Regions from separate parts of the Mus musculus genome. Here region 2 is linked to region 1. A link is a contact called in public Hi-C data. All regions are on one chromosome and are shown on one strand. The core of a region is the stretch at or near the end of the contact, and the rest is flanking DNA. Distances in the headings are between cores, read along the strand shown. Region 1 holds the start of Vat1l (vesicle amine transport protein 1 like). Region 2 overlaps Vat1l (vesicle amine transport protein 1 like).

Evidence for each region. A called contact is a pair of places that touch in the nucleus more often than the background predicts.
Region 2: a Hi-C map of the N1E-115 cell line shows a contact between it and region 1, with 1.7 times the contacts expected there. The contact joins the enhancer-like site here to the promoter of Vat1l in region 1. A contact is called at or near these places in 5 of 39 promoter capture datasets (3T3-L1-derived adipocytes, embryonic stem cells, liver and 1 more), 4 of 484 Hi-C or Micro-C datasets (the N1E-115 cell line, cerebellar granule neurons, cortical neurons and 1 more), 1 of 115 datasets of contacts at active chromatin or transcription factors (forebrain) and 2 of 9 other capture datasets (adipose tissue and embryonic tail).

Annotation. Positions count from the first base shown.
Region 1 is chr8:114,204,226-114,206,925 of GRCm38.p6, forward strand. Vat1l (vesicle amine transport protein 1 like) reads left to right here and starts at 1,415. Exons shown (of 9, transcript NM_173016.3): 1 at 1,415-1,717. The coding sequence starts at 1,491. Gm30272 (a long non-coding RNA gene) reads right to left here and starts at 1,409. Exons shown (of 3, transcript XR_388052.4): 1 at 1,029-1,409; 2 at 517-614.
Region 2 is chr8:114,305,232-114,307,931 of GRCm38.p6, forward strand. The region is part of intron 7 of Vat1l (vesicle amine transport protein 1 like); the gene reads left to right. Among named protein-coding and RNA genes, the nearest start is that of 4933408N05Rik, 45 kb to the right of the region's middle. Within about 2 kb of position 1,305, at least 12 of the 459 cell types and tissues checked have an H3K27ac peak or open chromatin away from gene starts, as enhancers often do. A contact at or near this core is called in the N1E-115 cell line and cerebellar granule neurons, where this site is marked.

The DNA of each region.
Region 1 (2,700 bases), core at 165-2,664:
ACTGATTGTCCTGGGCTCAATTTGCCATACTCCTGAGATCACTGTGTCCTGATAGCCTCTCTCACTGGGACCGAGATCTTCACCATCTCTGAGAGCTCAAGGATGGGAGCTGCCTAAACTGACACAGGCACCTGAGCTGAGAAATTGGATCTCTTACACCGCACAAGGCAACTCCTATCTCGCCTTTTAAGATAGCACAAATGACCTTTTTTTAAGAATCAGAATTTATTATGTGATGGATATGATTGGATTGCATCTGTAGTTTTGTTATTTTTTTATTTTATTTTTGGAGAAAGGGTCTCACTATGTAGAGCTGGCCACCCTGGAACTCACTATGTAGACCAGTCTATCCTCAGATTCATGAGAAATTCATCTGCCTCCTGGTTGCTGGAATTCTGAAATTAAAGGCGTTGCGCGCACGCGCGTACACACACACATACACACACATACACACGCACGCACGCGCCCAGCAATTTTAAATTCTTGTTTAGGTTTTTTAAGACAGGGTCGCCCTACCTCAGCTTCCATACTACAGATGTGTCACCAAACACTGCTGGGGAAAGTACTCGTTTTTTTTGTTGTTGTTGTTGTTGTTGTTGTTGTTTTTCTGTAACCTTGCAAAACAAAAGGCAGGTGTGGGGAGGGGAGGGGGGAGGGAGGAGGGAGGGGGGAGAAAGGGAGAGAGAGAAAGAGGGAGAGAGAGAGAGAGAGAGGAGAGAGAGAGAGAATTTGGTCCTCTGGAGGTCCTAGCAGGAAACAGGCTTGTTCTGGGAGCCTCTTTCCTAGAAAAAAAAGCATGGGTACTGAGAACTAACTGTCATAAGGAAGCCACAGAAGTCCAGAAACAGCATCCCTAGTGACAGGGGTGGGGGTGGGGGGTGGCGTCCAGATGGAAAAGACTGGACCTGGCTCTTTGGAGCCTTACTTGGGATGTATCTTTAACTTCCCGCACCTCCCTGCCGCTCCACTCAGAACCAGCAGATGGGAAACAGCCCAATTTCCCAGCTATCCCTCCCATCCCTGCCTACCCGCGGGAGAAGAGGCAACCTTGTCTCTCGCAGCATCCTCCAGGCCCAGACATTCGTCTCTGTCCATTTCAAGGCGCCAGAGTCTGTGCCGTATATACCCAAGTATTTGCCCATTGTAGGGGTTGGAGTAGCCATCCGGCCTCTTCTTCTGTGTTTGTATTCAAGAGTCTTGGGGAAATCTGTTTTTAGTGTTGAGACAAATAGCCTGACTTAGTACTAGCACAAAAGGTGGACTTGAGATTTGTTTTGGAGTAAGTAGGAGGAAATGTGAGGGAGGGGGTGGGGCGCTAGGGCGCGGCTCCTCTAAGGATTACGGCGGAGGCGGTGGACCGCGGCTCCGCTCACAGAGGTTGCAGCCATTGCACTGAAGAGCATCCCACATTCAACAGGAGGAACCCGCGGGAGAGCAGACCCGACCCCTTCACAACCGCAGCCTGTGCGCCCCGCGGCCCCTCGAGCGCCATGGCTAAGGAAGGCGTAGAGAAAGCGGAGGAGACCGAACAAATGATTGAGAAGGAGACCAGCAAGGAACCTGCTGAGGGCGGCGACGGCTCCCACCGCCTCGGGGATGCCCAGGAGATGCGCGCTGTGGTGCTGGCCGGCTTCGGCGGACTCAACAAGCTGAGGCTCTCTAGAAAGGCCATGCCGGAGCCACAGGACGGCGAGCTCAAGATCCGCGTCAAAGCCTGGTCCAGTATCCACGACTTTTTGGTTTTTCTCTCTTTCCGCGCTGGGCGCACCGGCAGTGGGTGGGAGAGCCTAGATTGGGGATGCTGCCCCAGGTACCCAGCACCCACAGTCAGCGAGCACCCTCTCTGCATTCACACTTGGCTCTCAGAACCTCCCGGGTAGCCCAAGCCACTGGAGCCTGGGGAGGATGCTCAGAGGTGGTCCTTCTCCCCACACCAGATGTAGGGTGACAGGAAGGATAGTGGTGCCTAGGACTTGAGGTCTGGAAAATTGCCTTGTGCCCCTCTTGTAGGACAACTCAGCTCCTAACACTGGGAGGGACGTAAGGGTGGGACTTGATCGTTAGCATGGTTAAAAAAAATAACAATCGCCGTGTATATACACGTAGTTCCTGGTGCTAGTTTGTTTTCTTTCTTTCTTTCTTTCTTTCTTTCTTTCTTTCTTTCTTTCTTTCTTTCTTTCTTTCTGGAGTTTTACATATACGATCCCGTTTAATACTTCCTGAGACCCAGTAAGTCAGGTGCCCAGCTTTAGAGGTGAGAAAAACAGTGGATGGGGGAAAATAAATGATCTGCCAAGATCGCTGAGCTGCCAGTAAGTGGTGTGGCTGCCACTTGACACTTGATCTCCCTTTTCACCTCTCTGCGTCCAAATGGGGCTGAAGGCAGGGTGCATGCCCTTGTGTATCTCCTTCCCAGTACTTACTGTGAGAGAAGGAACTGAGAATCAAGAGGGTTAAATCCTCGGCCTCTAAGCTGGGTGAAAGGTGAGACCAGGGATGCAGCCTTCTCTCCCCCACTGCATCTTCTGCTTTCCTCCTGGCTGGGAAAGCCCCATCCTATTCCTTAGGAACGAACTCCTGTGGTGGCCGCAGAAGGAGCCCACACTCTAAGAGGTCCGCTATTCTCCTGGGGAAACTTGCCAGTGCCTAGAACAGCAGAGATTTCCCCAGTAGTGTGTAAGTGAGAAAGCTTGTCTCTGC
Region 2 (2,700 bases), core at 55-2,554, 100 kb after region 1:
TGTCCCCTTCACAAGATGGTGTCCCTGCACGCATCCACCTCCCAAGTTCCCTGTTTGATAAGGTCACAGAGAGTACCAGCTTCTGCCCTCCTGGTCTGTCATCTAACGAACTGCATCTGAAAAGATGGTCACAGCATAAGCGTTAGGATTTCAACATACAGACATAAGGAGTGAAAGAGTCCAGAATTAAAGGTTCACCTTAAGGTTGTCCCATTAAATAAGAAATGTGTTAATGCTATGGACAGAGACAGTGACAGACAGACAGACAGACAGACAGACAGACAGAGTACTTAGTGAGACTCTAAGGAGAGTTCAAACCCACAGGACAGATTGAGGGTTTCTTCTTAGGTCTCAGAGGGCACAGGAAGGTTTTGTGTCACGGGGTTGATGTGGTACATATCATGATGATGGGTCTGCAGTCAGGCTGCCTCTGATTACCGAGCATCAGGGTAAAGACCTAGGTGAGGTGAGCCCATTATTCAGGTAGCCTTCTGCTATCCCGGGTTCTGACAACCTGAGGTCTGTAAATTTCCTTGGGGGAGTGAAAATTCCACCTGCCAATGTCTTGGAATCCAGACACCAAGGGAGTCTGTTGGGGAAGGTGGGCGTTAGATATTTGCAAACGGGATTTTAGTAGGGAGCTTGCCACTTTCTTTCAACAAATGTGACTTTAAGAAAGAGGTTTCTAAAGGTGAGCACGGCGTAGTGAGCCTGTAGCTGAAAACCTAGCAGGCAAGGCGGGAAGGACACACGTCAACACATAACTTGTGAATCCAAAATGGTGGACCATAAAGAGCCAAAGAGACACACTTTGGTGGTGTCCGAATTCAAAGGGAAGATTCTAGAAGAGGTCTCCATCTTCCTTGTTTCAGGTTCAGCCTCGGGTTCTTTTAGGCAATCACCTTATTTCCTCTTACCCAGGCTTCACTCTGCCCACCATAAAATGAAAGAAAATAGTGGCAGTGCCTCCTCAATAGAGATGCTGTAGTAATGTCCAGAAGCGATGTGTATAAAGTCCCTGGGGCCTCTGCTCTCCAGAAGGGAAGAATGGGAACATGTCTTTCTCTGATCCTACAGTTGTCGCTCCTGTGGCAGCTTCCTCCAAGATGCCACCACAGGGACCACAGGCTCACTGGCGCTCCTGCCTTCTGTTGCTTGGTCCTTGCCAAAGACATCTGTGAATCCACTTTGGGGGGCAGAAGCTCCTAGCAGCGCACATGATAAACACATGCTACTATTTCCCTTTCTCCTCCCTCAACCAACTCATCTCTGATTACTAAGTTGTCAGCTTATCTGGGAGGCTCTGCCAGGAAAGTGCCATGTGCCCGTTAGTCATTGTAATAAGCTGTAAGTGAGCAGCTGTCTACCAAGTCTTGGATGGATGACAAAGTAACAGGAATGGCTGAAATATGATGCTGGCCCTGAGCCAGCATGGTGCTGAGACCTTAAATACATGAACGTTTCTGATGTGTGGTGGTCCCATAAGGAAAGAACAATTCTTTATCCCATTTTACAGGCAAAAAAAGCTGAGTTTCAGAGAACGGTTATATGACCTAGTTGTGGTCACACAGCTAAGTAGTGAAGTCAAACTTGGCTTTCAGGTTCACTGTCTCCTGAGGCTGAGCTCCTAACAGGAACCCATATCCCTTCTTAGAGTAAGAGTGCCTTTGTCTAAAGCCAGTCTAAGAGTAAACATGCCTTTGCTCTGAGCCCTTCTCTCTGGTTCTCCCAAATCCTTTGTTATTTTGTTTGGTTGGTTGGTTGGTTTGGTTTGGTTTTTGGTTTTTTTGTTTTTTGTTTTTGTTTGTTTTTTGTTTTTGTTTGTTTTTTGTTTTGTTTTGTTTTGTTTTGTTTTGTTTTTCTGAGACAGGGTTTCTCTGTGTAGCCCTGGCTGTCCTGGAACTCACTTTGTAGACCAGGCTGGCCTCGAACTCAGAAATCCACCTGCCTCTGCCTCCCAAATGCTGGGATTAAAGGCGTGCGAAGACTTTCAAGACCTTGGCTCACCAATCCCTAGCTTCTCTAATTACAGAGGACTTTATATTCCTAAACCTGGGTTTCTGTGTCTAAGAAATGAGAATAATCCCTGCTCTCCCTGCCAGGCCTAAAGCCTTTGCATATCAATATACAAGTTGGTGATTGGATGCTGGAGGGTAAAAACCAGAGTATGGGGCAGGTGAGATCACTGGGCAAGAAAAGGCACCAGCTGGTTGTCAAACATGATGAACCCAGTTCAATCCCTAGGAAGGAGAGTGCTGACTCCCATTGGCTGTCTCTGGCTTCCATGTGCACTGGCCATGAGCATGTGCACACACACAAATACAGACATACACATGCATATGCATATACATGCATACACACACACACAGGCACACAAAACAAAGTGTTAAAAAAAAAAGATTAAAAGCCAGAGTGGATATTTTCCTATTTCTCTTTTAACTATCTCATTTTGACAGTTTCCCTAGCAACTTCACATACGTATGAGTTTACTCCACAGAGAACAGGGTGAGGACGAGGATGTGGAGATGAAATCTTAATGCTGTGACTAAGAGAGAGGGACAGCAGGAGTGACTTACCTTGCCCCCTGGGAGCTAAGCCCACATTCCCAGTGAGACAGACATGATGGAGATAAGAGCTGGTGCCTCTGCCAAGACAGGCAACCCTTAATGGTAGCACAGGTTTGATTCACTCCAGAGCCAG